2 separate regions of the Podarcis muralis genome follow, and region 2 is linked to region 1. A link is a contact called in public Hi-C data. All regions are on one chromosome and are shown on one strand. Each heading gives the region's core, a stretch centred on a gene start, on an enhancer-like site or on the middle of the called end of the contact. The rest is flanking DNA. Distances are from core to core; before and after follow the strand shown.

The links. Hi-C and Micro-C count contacts between places; a contact is called where the count stands out from the background.
Region 2: a Hi-C map of tail shows a contact between it and region 1, with 2.1 times the contacts expected there. The contact joins the promoter of HIKESHI here to the promoter of CCDC89 in region 1. A contact is called at or near these places in 2 of 3 Hi-C or Micro-C datasets (blood and tail).

Annotation. Positions count from the first base shown.
Region 1 is chr4:14,377,670-14,384,736 of rPodMur119.hap1.1, reverse strand. CCDC89 (coiled-coil domain containing 89) reads left to right here and starts at 4,067. Exons shown (of 2, transcript XM_028725998.2): 1 at 4,067-4,795. LOC114595598 (a long non-coding RNA gene) reads right to left here and starts at 4,602. Exons shown (of 2, transcript XR_003706298.2): 1 at 4,501-4,602; 2 at 3,672-4,077. SYTL2 (synaptotagmin like 2) reads left to right here. Exons shown (of 19, transcript XM_077926963.1): 18 at 1,074-1,279; 19 at 2,169-2,605. The coding sequence ends at 2,314.
Region 2 is chr4:14,581,101-14,588,167 of rPodMur119.hap1.1, reverse strand. HIKESHI (heat shock protein nuclear import factor hikeshi) reads right to left here and starts at 3,642. Exons shown (of 5, transcript XM_028726011.2): 1 at 3,481-3,642; 2 at 1,621-1,858; 3 at 482-633. The coding sequence starts at 3,615. EED (embryonic ectoderm development) reads right to left here. Exons shown (of 12, transcript XM_028726010.2): 12 at 6,344-6,672. The coding sequence ends at 6,546.

The sequences.
Region 1 (7,067 bases), core at 2,818-5,317:
CCCTTTTCATGCCTCTCCTGGTTCTGGGAAACCAGGGGGAGGGGAGCTTGTGGAGGGAGTGTCAGGCCAGAAGCTCTTTATTATCCAAAGCAGCTCCCAACATGTTTGTGGCAATTTCTGTCACAACATCATAGCCCCTGATGGGCTGCAGCTGTGAAATCAGTGAAGATGCGTATCAACAAGATATTGAAAAAATGAGTTCAAGCATGAGCCTGCATGCCTCTCTCTGTTTAATGCACATGTGGCAATAGCACACCTGCAAACTGAACATCAATGTACCACCTCTTGTTGCCTGAGATGCAAGGGGAGGAGGTTTCCTCTTTATTTTTTGCAGATTTATAAACTGCTTCATGACAAAAGTAGCCAAAGTACAAAAAAATATGTTGATAAAATATATAATGCAAAAGATCACAAACCCACTAAACTTAAAAATAATATAAAGCTGGTGATAGAGTTATACAATTATATACCATATTGGCCCGAATATATGCCTCACCCACAAATAAGCCGCACCTTTAAAATTCAAGGGGGAAAAAGAAAAAAAGACAATACCCGAAAAGTTACAATCGCTAAAATCACAAATCGCTATTCAATTGCTATAATTCCACAGGCACTCACACCCATAAATGGCAAATGTAGAAGAAAATCCTATGGGTAACAGAGAAGGCCCGCAAGCTCGCAAATCGGCAATAAAATATTTTTTGGTTCCCTTTTACCATTTGTCTGTTTCAGCAGCAATATCGTAAAAGCCAATTTTTGTAAAGTTGCGAATTTAAGCCACCCTTGAATTTTTCACGGTCGGAATTTGGGGGGAAAATGTGGCTTATATTCGGGCCAATACGGTAGTTGTTCCACAAGATGGCTGGGTCACCTCTATCAGTGTGCCCTCTCTGTTTTATCGAATCCCTTCTTTCTTGGTTGCAGAACTAGTTTCTTTCTTTACTTCCACCAAAAGTCACCCGCCCACCCCAGATTACTGGGACAACAGTTTCTTGTGTGGTATGAACCAAGTCTCAAGTGTCTAAGGTTATTCTCATGGTCATTTTCCTCCCTCTTCCCACTTTTATCCGAAGTACCATCCTTCCAGACACAAGCAGGAAAAGCCGTCAGAAAACAAGAGCTGTAGCGAAGACAACAAATCCAGTGTTCAATCATACAATGGTCTACGATGGCTTCAGACCTCAAGATTTGAAAGAAGCCTGTGTGGAGCTCACTGTCTGGGATCACAACAAACTAGCTAATCACTTCCTTGGAGGCCTCAGGATAGGACTTGGAACAGGTAATGTCAGATAAGTGGAAGTTCTCCCCACCCCCCTAGTGTTAGTAAGTGGGTGAAATTTCAAAATTATTATTTTTTTGTGGGGGGGGGGGAACTACAGAGATACAATAGTCATCTTCAAATATTTCAAGGGCTGTCACATGGAAGAGGGAACAAGCTTGTTTTCTCCTGCACTGGAGGGTAGGACTCTAACCAATGGCTTCAAGTTACAAGAAAGGAGATTCCAGCTAAACACCAGGAACAGCTATTATAGTAAGAGCTCTTCGACAGTAGAATGGTCTCACTTGAGAGGTTGTGGACTCTCCTTCCTTGGATGTTTTTTAGCAGAGGTTGGATGCTTTAGCTGAGACTCCTGCATTGCAAGGGATTGGACTAGATGGCCCTTTGGGTCCCATCCAACCCTACAATTATATGATACTATGACCCAATGGCTTTGAATTATATGGCTACAATTATATGATACTATATACATACAATTATATGATACTATGACCCAATGGCTTTGAAACAAAGTGCTCTTGAAATATTGGGCAGGATTCACCTCACGAGCCCCATGTAAGGATTTCTGCTTGTGCAACAAGTGCTGGATCTGCACTGATCTTAAAAAACACACACAAAAAAAGCTAAGAAAAAACATTATATAGCTCTCAATGCAATTTTCCATTGACCTCTGTACATCGCCCCTTTGGTGTCACATTTTTATAACGCATTTATAACATTATAACTCACCAGTATAGATTAGTCCAAGGTTTCTCCTGGTTGTAACCCAGAGCGTAACTGCTTAAGGGAGGTAGCTTATAGCACTTTGCAGTTACTGTTGTGTAAACGACAGATAAAAGGCAATGCTAATTCAATCTGGTTGTTTTTTTAAAAAAACCCACTTCTTTAGGTAAAAGCTACGGTACTCCAGTAGACTGGATGGACTCTACAACAGATGAAAGCAACTTATGGGAACGAATGATTGATTCTCCAAACACCTGGGTTGAAGATACGCTGCCACTCAGGATGCTGATGATGGCAAAAACACCGAAATAGGATGATACACCTTTTGGACGCTTCCTGTTTGTACGGCTTGCTGGCGTTTGGGTGGAAAGAAGAGCCAGGCAAAAATAGAGAGGAACTTGGGGTGTGGGGGGGTGCACATTGGCTGATATATTCATTTGTAATTTCATCAGAGGGCATATGTGTCTGCAATACAATTTTAAACTATTTTACTAAATGCTGCTTTGATAATGCATGTCAACTCCTTCCTGCCCTCAGGTACTGTTATTAAAAATTAAACTTTATTAAAGATGAATTAAAACTGTAAAATATATATATTTAAAATATTGTGTACTGTTGCCTTCTGTGGCCGCCTTGAATAACATATGGGGGGAGGGGGGAAGTTGGCGATTTCACTAAATTTCAGCATGCATTTACTGTCTTTCACTGGTCCACAGTCCCCAAAGTGAACAAGTGAATGCACCTGCCAACATGGTGCTATTGTGCGTAAAGCTGAATCTAATTGTTGCATGTATCCCATCTTCCTTTCAAAAACAGCCTTTTATTGTTCGAATTGGTGGAAACTGTAATGAGCGGTTGCAAACATGGATGTTAATGGTAAGCATCGGTGTGGGATTCAATCTCTTGTGTATTAGGCTGGAACTAGACATTGCATCTGGGTTTCACTGAAGAACAGCCACCCCTGTGTCTTGCTTCCCTCCCTCCCTCTAAGGCCTAATGATTACTCAGTGTGTGACATGACAGCATCCGGCAGAAAGAAGCATCTACAGCTGTTTTGGGACTACAATTCCCATCATCCCTGCCCACTGGTTCTGTTAGCTAGGGATGATGGGAGTTGTAGTTCCAAAACAGCTGAAGGGCCAAGTTTGGCCATGCCTGATCTAAACTATTGGTCTCTGCTGGTGAGGGTTGGGGCATTCCTAAACATGACAGGGGAAAAAGGAGAAGGAAGCTTGGGGCTGAGTGGGGCAGTCCTATCTCTTCTATAAAACTGTAGTTCCAGCTTCTGTTATGTCCACATTGCACAAGTTATTAGAACTGAAGAGCTCTAAATACAGTAGCTGCAAAGATGGAACACTTTTACAGATTGTTCAACTTACTAACGACCTTGAAATTGCAGATTCTCTTCTTCCCCCTCGCCCTTTTTAGTAAGCAAGACCCTGTTCACATCGTTCAAACAGGGCTCATCATCACTCTTATCGTTTTACTAGCTTTTACTATTGGTGAAGCTAAAGCGAGACATCAAACAAACAAACAAACACCTCGATTGCAAAATGTGCTGCTGGCTTTTTCAGTGCATCAGGGCTTTAAAAACGTTCTCTAGTGCCACCATTTGGGCAAAGCAGGAAGCGATACTTAAAACAGGAGCAAACACTTTTATGCATTGTAATTGAATTTTGCAAGATTTGGAACTTTATTTGTTCATGGTTTCTAAACTCAAAAAGTCTGTTAGAAACTATGTATATGCTCAGATGAGCAAGTGTTGAAATTGCAAGAGAGACAAAGCGTGGTGCATTCGCTCTTTGTGCTTCTTTTGTGTGTGGTACATTCGCTTTCCAGTTGCGTTCTGTTCTGAAAAAGAAGTCAAATACAAAACTCCCCCCCCCCCCACTTTCAGTTATGCTTGGATATATCTGGTTCAGCCTGATAGAGGTTCGCTAAACACCTGAGCGTACCTGAGCTTACTTTCTGGTTAACCCAGAACATCTAAGCATCAGTTTGTACTACCTTACCATGGATACTGGTCTGTTGTGCAGCTGCTGGTGGGAAGAGTTATCTGGCCTAATGATGTGGAACTGAAGAGAAAGCCGAATAACTTGATGTCAGAAACTGCAAGAGAACTTTGAGTAAACATAGCTAGGAAAGTACTGATAGCCCCATTATGCAAGCTCGTCTTGCCCATACAGTGGTACCTCGGGTTAAGTACTTAATTCGTTCCGGAGGTCCGTACTTAACCTGAAACTGTTCTTAACCTGAAGCACCACTTTAGCTAATGGGGCCTCCTGCTGCTGCCGTGCCACCGGGGCACGATTTCTGTTCTCATCCTGAAGCAAAGTTCTTAACCTGAAGCACTATTTCTGGGTTAGCGGAGTCTGTAACCTGAAGCATATGTAACCTGAAGCATATGTAACCCGAGGTACCACTGTATTCTGATTCTTTTCCTCATTGGCAAGTTACTGCTTTTTTTTTAACAGCCTGGTTTTTAAGAACATAGGTACCTTTTATTTCTTCATTTGATTCTCAGGGACACGATATTATTTCAGAGTTGGCAGTAATAGTGGTGAGCTGCTGGTCATTTTCAGGCTTCCTTTGGGAGGGAAAGGAAGGAGACATCTATCGCAGAGGGTCACAGCCAAGGAACGTGCTTTCCAGAGCTTGTTAAGCTTCCAGGATGCATTCTTTCTTGTTTGGCCTCACTGTACACTTGGCAAGGAGTCTGCTTCAATCCTATTGCCATGGAGATGCAAACTCAACAAGGCTGTCAGACCAAGATAGTAAAAGAATAAAGGCCTGGTAAGGAAACATTTTATGGCTCTTTGATTAACTTTTTTTAAAAAAATATTTATAAACGCTATTTTAAAATGGCAAAACCAGACAGTTACGTATGAGTATAAAAGAATCAGGATGACGCCAATATCTGTTGAAATGAAATTGGATGCCCTTTTCTGAATGTTGTAACAACAACTGGAAGAATTATGATGTACAAATTTGTTTTCCTTATAAGAGCACTGAACTTATTGCAACTTATTTTATAGGTTGTAATCTTGTGCACTCCTGTTTACCTAGGAGTAAGCTCCACTGAACTCAATGGGGCTTACTTCTGAGTAGATATGTACAGAATTGTGCAGTTAAGAGAGTAAGAAAACCTTCATAGTCAAATCTTTATTTTCTCTCAGGCTAGATTATTCTTTAATCCCTCAATTCAACCCAATCCAGCTTCAGGGATCTGATACCACTCTGGTGTTGTGGGAGTCTGTTCCCAAAACAGAGTTCCTTTGACCATTTTTAGGAAAGAGTAGTATGTTCATTAGTTATGCTTTGCCTTTTTACCATTACATTGTTTAGCCTTGAAACATTATTCAATACGTACTCAGAGGCTCTGCTGATTAACAAACAAGCATAGACAGAGCTGTGATAAGAACAACACACTCCCCCACCCAATATAATAATTATGAATTGTGCTAATTGGACAGCATACATATCTGCTCCCAGCATGCATGTGATTAAAAATTGGAATTCTAGCAAGCATTGGGATTTCTCATAAGACTATAGTGTGGGTAAAATAAGTTATCAGGAGAGAAAAAGAGCCACATAATTCAATTTTTACGTAGTACCTCCCTTCTCTCTCTATTCTTTTAATTCCCAGTTCAAACCATATCCCTTCCATAAAGTGTTTTTGGTCTTAACCCTTTAACCATCAACATAGCTAAAATTAAAAACAAGTACATTCAATTGTGCTAGCTCCCAATACCCATCCTAAAGCTGTCCATTGACTCTAGGCATAATATAGTAAATTTCTCAGGTCAGGTGGAATTCTGCTCTTCTGCTTATGCACAGTATAAAGAATCACATATATGAATGCCTTTATAATAAATGATAATCTGAGGCATTCCCCACTTGCCCGAGCAGTGAGAACTAGTAGGAACAGCGTTATCAGGGCTCATCTTCCTTTGGGGAAGAGATAACTGGAAGCGAATGCCATATTGTAGTATTTGGTTTACTTGCAGATATACACAAGTAGAGCATAAGTGGAAGAGTGTAGACCAGGTCTGGTCAACCTTTTTATGCCTACTACCCACTAATGCATCTTTCTTGATGGTAAAAGGTCCTTACTGCCCACCAGTGCTTGATGGAAGGAGGATTCAGCTTGTGCCGTAGAACCCCCTACCGCCCATCTAGAATCCTGAAACTGGGCGGTAGGGACCAGGTTGACAACCCCTGGTGTAGACAATGCTGAGCTAGAGGGACCAATAGTATGACTTGGAATGAGGCAGCTTCCTATGTTCTTGTGATGAAGGCAAACAGTATACACATAAAAAAAAATGTCCAGTAGCACCTTAGAGACCAACTAAGTTTGTTCTGGGTATAAGCTTTCGTGTGCATGCACACTTCTTCAGATACGAATTCTGAATAGAAGAATCTGAAGAAGTGTGTGTGCACATGAAAGCTTATACTCAGAACAAACTTAGTTGGTCTCTAAGGTGCTACTGGACATTTTATTTATTTATTTTCACTGTGTCAAACCAACATGGCTACCTACCTGAATCTAGTACAGTGGTACCTCGGGTTAAGTACTTAATTCGTTCCAGAGGTCCGCTCTTAACCTGAAACTGTTCTTAACCTGAAACACCACTTTAGCTAATGGGGCCTCCTGCTGCCACTGGAGCACGATTTCTGTTCTCATCCTGAAGCAAAGTTCTTAACCCGAGGTACTATTTCTGGGCTAGCGGAGTCTGTAACCTGAAGCGTATGTAACCTGAAGCGTATGTAACCCGAGGTACCACTGTACACACATTGCTACCAGGCAGCTCTCAGAAAAGAGGCACACTGCTCCCCCAAGATACAGCCTGCTAGATTGAGCCAAAGGCCCATATAGTCCAGCATCCTATTCTCACAAAGGTCAAAGAGATGTCTGCAAGTAGGACTTGAGCACAACAGCACTCTCACATAACTCGATTATTTATGAACAGGTCTTAATACCAATCCTTGGGAGGACTCCACTTTCAACATTCCTCCCATTGGGGGAACTGTCCATTTATTCCCACTCTCTGCTTGTTTGTTTTTT
Region 2 (7,067 bases), core at 2,393-4,892, 200 kb before region 1:
ACCTTTCTGACAGGAAGAGCTGTTCAGCAGTGGAACAGACTCCCATGAGAGGTGGTGGACTCTCCTTCCTTGCAGGTTTTTAAGCAGAGGCTGGATGGCCATCTGCTATGAATGCTTTAGCCAAGATTCCTTGCATTGCAGGGGGTTGGACTAGATGACCCTTGGGTCCCTTCCAACTCTTAAGATTCTATGATTCACTATTATTGCGAAAATGGAGGCTCTGCTCCAACATTCTGTTAAAGCTACACATCTGCAAGCAAAGATCTGTACTGAGGATCAAGCTGTATTTCAGGGAACATTATTGCTCTTTTCACTGAGGAACTCAGGAAACAGTTTAAAAGCTGCTGCTCTGACGAGTAAGGCAATTTTTGTTAATGCCTCACTTGTCTTCATGGCATTATGTCCCATGCTCTAAGACCCATTAATGAAGAGGCTATTCCGGCAGTAACTGCTGAAATCAAAATCGCTTGCTATTCATTACCTCTGTGAATGAATTGACTGATGACACAGCGGCACTTGCTACAGGAGTTTGCTGAGCCAAGAGTTCCAGCAGCTCCACAGAAATCCCAATCTGGGCTACAGATGGCGTTTGGGGGATATTCATAGCTCCAAACGGATGATGGCTACCTTTCCCTAAAAGAGACAACATCACAAGTGGTGTAATGGATCAGTCCTGACCTCAGTAGAAGCACAGTTCTGAACACGGCCCAGATTTACACAAGACTTCTTAAACACAGCATCTACCTCCGTCAACAAACAGAGAACACATCCCGACAACAGAAAAGCAGTGGCGTTTTAATGCTTCGAAATCATAGTCTCTACGGTACTGACATCAACGGCTAACTTAAGTCAATTCATTTCAGTTGGTCTACTCGGAGCAAGCTGTATCCAGCTAAGACATGCTCAGAGTACAAGAAGTGAAATGAATTAAGTTAGCCACTGATGTCAACACTGTAGTTCTACTTTTGAGTATCTTAGCTGCATAAAAAGGTTGCTTCAAGAAAGGACCCCTCTCTGGGAACAGAGGGCACACACCAGTTACCCCAAAGAAGACAACTAGGAGGACAGCTTGAAGCACAGTGAGTGATTCTGGGTTCTCTCTTCCTGCATCTTTCAGACCCAGAATACATGATTTTAGCGCCAGCTCTGGCAGAGTCACACAGAATAACTTTTGAGTAGGGTGAGGCAGCTTGGGCTAAGGAACTCCCCATACCCTACAGGCAAACGCTTACCTAGAAATAAAAACCAGTCATGAGCAAAGACTGAAAGGTCAACAATACTGACTCTACTCACTTCCACAGAATCTGAGATGCAAACAAAGGGATTTTTATCTCTCTCTCTCTTCCCCTCTTGTCAGTTCTCCCCTTGAGGGCCAATGGCTCCCATGTATGAGCCAAGGCACAAACAAGGAACATAGAGTCCATTTTGCTAATCACAACATCTGGGCAGAGAAGAAGGGGGTTCAAGGGCCCTTTGCCTGTGCCTCAGAGAAAAGAGGTGGGACTAACAGCTATGCTGTGGACCACAAGTGAAGGTTGAATTGTTGCTTCTGGCTACCAGTCACCTATCTCTACAGCAAACCCCTTCCCAGGCTTTAATGGTTACACTCAATGTTCTTACCAGATTTCAGACTGGAAATTTTGAAGATGGCACTTGGTTTTTCATTTGTGACAAAGCCCAGGAGCTGCCACACTGCTATCCCATTTTCGTCGGGGTAGCAGAAGTAGACAGAACCACCCATTCCCTCTGGGAAGGGAACGGTCCCCAGCATGAAGACCACCACGTGGTTGATGCTGTCATAGTCGGGCAAGTCAAACACAAACTTGTCTTCTGCCACCTGCTGTGCAACTGTTTGCACCTACAAAAGAAGAGCAGGGAATGAAGTAGGGATTTGAGCCTGTAGCGGAATTCAAACTCCCTCCAGGTAAAAAGAATGCATTGAAATGGAGACTGTGCAGGAAAAAAACGAAGCAGTATGCCAAACAACCCTTCTCCTATCTGTTCTTGCAGGTTAGGACCTCCTGCACATACCATCATAGCAGGAGGTCCATGATGCACAAGTTAGGAATTTCACCTTTCCGGTTATGCCACCTACCCTTTGGAATTCCCTGTTAAACATTAGGCAAGGCGCTGTCCCTGTTGGCTGTTTTGTCACCTATTGAAGAGCTTTCTTATTCAGCAAGCTTTTAAAGCACAGATCTTTTCCAACCTGCATCTGTACTGGAATTGTTTTTAAGATGTTTCGATTGTTTTATTGCTTGTATTTTTTCTGCCTATGTTCCATTGAGAGTTGCCATTGCTTTTTATTTATTTATTAAAAATACAATTTTAAATGGGGGAAAATATGCTGCCCGGTTAATTGGAAGCACATTTTTCATTGACCAAAATATTTTTACTCAGTTAATGCAATCCATTAAACACGGCAGGCCTAGTTTTGTACAACTAGTTTTAATATGTTTTAGTCAATTTGCAGTTTTAACCTGCAAATTTTAAATCACACTTACTTTTTTTTTAAAAAGTGCTTTCTTTGTTTTATCTCATTTGTTGACCACTGTTGAGGTTTCCCCCCTACAATGAAGCAGTATATAGTTTATACCACTATATATTCTGCTTGAATGTAGAGGGGGGAAACTCAAGAGGTATACAAACACACAAATACTCCATAAAATTTATATGTGTTGTGGGAAAGGGGATTATTGCTTTGCTGTTGTTCTTACTTTTACTATGCATTTTGTGGTTTTTATATTGTATTTGTTTGTGTGTGAACCGCCCTAAGATCTGTGGATGAAGGGCAGTGTACAAATTTAATTTTAAAAAGTAATTTACCGCGTGATTGTATTTTTTTAATTTTTATTTATACTTTTCAAGTTTATACATTTCACTGTTTTTACAATCCTTTTGACATTTCAAAAATTGACTTCCCTCCCCCTCTTTCTGCGGTTCCTTAAATTTATTTTTAATATCTTCTGCATATTCCAAAGTAACTTAATTTGCACATTTATTCATCTCCTTTAAATATATACTCTTATAAAACTGCAGGTTTTTACGATAATCCTGCCAATGTTTTTATCTGTTTACAATTTATCTGTAAATATTCCATAAACCATTTCCATTCTTTTATAAAAAGTTTGTGATCTTAATTTCTTATTCTTCCGGTAAGTTTTGCCATTTCTGCCTATTCCATGAGCTTTTGTCTCCATTCTTCCTTCGCTGGGACTTCCTTCTTCTCAAATATCATAACATATATGGTAAAGAAACCTTAAAGCAGTACATATAAATACATATATCGTCATATTTCCTCATTCACTTCCATGAGAAACGCCTGGCGCATCCCCCCTGGGCCTTAGGAGTTACCAAGGGAACCAGCCGCCCGCATCCCTCACCATAGAAACCCCAAGTGCCCTCCCGTTCCCATGGCAACCCACTTTCCCCCCTCGTTTCCATAGAGACCCTGCGCTGCCGGCCGCGGGCGCCACTCACCAGCCTCCCCGCGACCAAGCAGCCAAACATGGCGGAGGCGGCTCCGCTCGGCAAGGCCGCTTCCTCGACAGCCACGACCGGCCCAGGCGACCACCCCGGTGGCCCCTCCGTGCCACCCCGCCCGCCGAAGCTCATCCGGGGCAAACGGAAGGAAATGATTCGCATAGGGATAGGCGGGCATTCTTGCGTGTGTGTGTGGGATTTCAGGCATCCCGGCGGAGGACTACGTATCCCAGCGCGCCGCGCGCGACGTCGCGTACGTTCGGAGAAGCGGAGGACGCTGGGAAATGTAGTCTTGCAAGGAATGCGGCAGCTCAGGAAAAGGACGGGCCTTGGTTCTTAACAGGAACTTCCTGCCTAAAATCGAATTATCTTCCCGCTTCAACAACTTCCCGGTGCCAAAACTTTTAATGTATTTTTAATCTTTGGCTAGAAGCCGCCCAGAGTGGCTGGGGAAACCCAGCCAGATTGGGCGGGGGGGGAGGGGTTAAATAACTGTTTTACTATTATTATTATTATTATTATTATTATTATTATTATTATTGACATGGGCTTTTCAGGACAGAGGTGCCACTGGCTAGTTTTTCCCCATTCCTAATGGAAAAGCTCCGCAGCCTATTTCTGCTGCTGTATGCATGCAGGTTTTAAGGTTCAGCAGAATAATTTTTCAAGCACAGCACAAAGTACCAACAGCATCTGTTTGGAGGAAGACTGAAATACATACAAAATTAATCCCTAAAACTATACAGAATTTTCCCAGGCTGCTTCGGCATTCAATACTTCTGCAGGGCTAAGAACAGAATGTCAATGTCCTCAACCTTTAATCGAAAATAAATAAAATAATCCCTTCCAATAGACCTTAGAGACAAACTAAGTTAGTGATTGGTATGAGCTTTCGTGTGCACGCACACTTCAGATACTCAGACTTTAATGTTGCTGAAGCAGCTCACAGAGTTGGTGTGAGCCCTGCCATGGACACAGACAATGAGCTTCTTGATGGAATATAAATGTAATAAATAAAATACATTTTTAAAAAACCACTGTAGGCTGCATCACTGCAAAATTTGGGCAGGGGAAGAAGGAGGGCTCAAGTGACGAGTATTTTTACACACGCACAAATATCCCCGCAGATAGAAAACTAGATGGCAAGGAGGAAAGGTTCTACTGGAGGAAGCGATTCAATGCTTCTCCACACAGACCATGCAGATCCTGACCTGCACCTGAGAAAAAGTAAGAGTACAGGCAAGAATACCTCCTCAAGTAAGAAACAGACCTTTGTAGAAATACAAATGTTTGTTTTGGAAGTTCTAGGTATACCATTCTGTGACAGCTTATTTTTTTGTTGTGAGCAAGTGATCTGAAGATTTGGGGGAGGTGGGAGAGAGTAAGTTAACACATATTTAATTTTGTTTTTATTTCATTTTACCAAATTTAATACTTTTACATCTTGTCCCAACAGCTTCCATATATTACACATATTTCACACACACTTTATTCACATGTTGTTTTTATAAGGTTAAACAAACTTTTAAAGTCTCTGAAATTCATTTGCTCCCCTTCTGTCAAAGATGAGGCAGCTGTAGAATAAAGGCCTTTTTAGTGGTAGCACCAGGGTAGTGGAGGCTCATCTTGCCTCTTCATCGCGAGTTTTCAAGCACTAAATGAAACATTTTATTTCGGCAGGTGTTTGGGATCTACTGAACTTTGTTTTTAGTTTGTCTGCCTGTGCCTTGTGTTGCTTTTGTTAACAATATTTAGTATTAAAAACATTTATTTTCTTAAAGCCACGATGTGGAGCCAAGTGGGTTCAGAAGCAATGGAAATATCCTAAATAAGTACCAGGGTATTCTACACCAAGACAGTGGCTCCTTTTACCAACAGCAGTTAACTACGTTCTCTTATTTCACTTACTCTGCAATTCTCATTCTAAGTACAGTATGCCCGTATCCAGTGCTTTTTTTCCTGTACTCTCATTTTCCTACTCATATTGAAATACTGCCCCTCAATGAGGCCAAACTTAGATTCACAAAATGTTTAGGAGTATGTGTCGTCGTCCCCCCCCCCCCCGAAGAAAAGCATTTGCACCATAGGCATTGCACCTAAAGCCAAAATCACATATAGACAAAACACACTGAATGCAATGACAGGTAGAATTTGTATTTTCCCCTGGGTGCCCATCCCTTTTTATTTTTTGCCAAGCGCTTAAAGCTGAATATGCACAAATTAAATGTTTGCAAATTGCAGGCTTACTGTAATCAGATGGGTATGAGACAGAGAATTAATGTAAAGTAGTATAGTCTCTGGGAATTATGGGAGTAAAACTTTTGCTGGACCAAAACATTAAGGATTGTGGGGTTTTTTTTTTTGTGTGTGTGTGTGTGTGTGTGTGTGTGTGTATTTTTTATTTTTTAAAAAAGTCCATACCCAGGAAATTCAAATTCTGAGCAAGAAAGCTAAATTCCCCAACATGTTTAATTATGCTCATTTAATTTTGTTTGCATAATTTACTTGCTTTTGTTCATGAAGGAGAAGGGCAGAGAGCCATATGGATAGATGTATCTGTCCCAGCCATTGAGAAATTATATCGGTCACCCTTCTTGGCTTCTGAGAGTTCCAAGTGGGCAATGCTGCACCACTTTCATGTTTTCACGGTCGTAAGGACTAGACATTTTCAAAATCAAGGACAACTTTCTCAGGAAGAATTCTGCACTCAATGTGCTTCTTGCATCCTGCAGAATTGTAGGGCACACCCATACTCATACAAGCTTATTTAACATATGGCTTAACACAAACAGCAAGTATATATACAGTACAAAGAAACTTTACATACTACAAACACTGAATTGAAATGGGACAATAAACCAAACGTACAAAAATATTTTTATTAAAAAGCAGCAGCTTCTGAACAAGGCAATGTTATCAAAAACCAAATGTAAACATTGCTAAGTTCAACTGATGGGGCGGGGGGCTACTCTGAAAGCAGTTACAGTACTACCAAATCAGCTAATTATCCTTGACACAAAAAGCAATACATAATTTTGTAATTCTCAAGTTGTAAAAGTAACTTATCGGAGCCTGTCCCAGCGCCAGATACTGGCATCGTCACATACAGCTATAAGGATACTACTGTCTCTGCTAAAGCTGGTTTGTCGAATGGCAGCAGCACACTTTGGGTGAGTAAGAGTTGTACACCTATCAAAAGAGATAAAGCGTTATATTTCTCTTCATTCAACACCATGTGAACAAAAGGATATAAGACAACAGGCAGTTCTTAACTTCAGCCCTCCTCCCTTTAAACAACATCCTGATCACGTTATCCCATTTCTCCCACCCCAAAATATGCTAATTTATGGAAGCTTTCTGGGCTGTATCACTTTAAACTGATCCATGGACAAGAAGCATGTAAGGCTTCTTAATATTCTTGTTTCTACATTCAGGGAGTTTTTTTAATGAAAGCACATCTCATCTTGTGATGCCTCACGTGCCCTATTAAGTGGTATGACCCTGAAACAGGATTTTCTCTCCCAGACACCAGGTAAAAGGTAAAGGTACCCCTGCCCGTACGGGCCAGTCTTGCCAGACTCTAG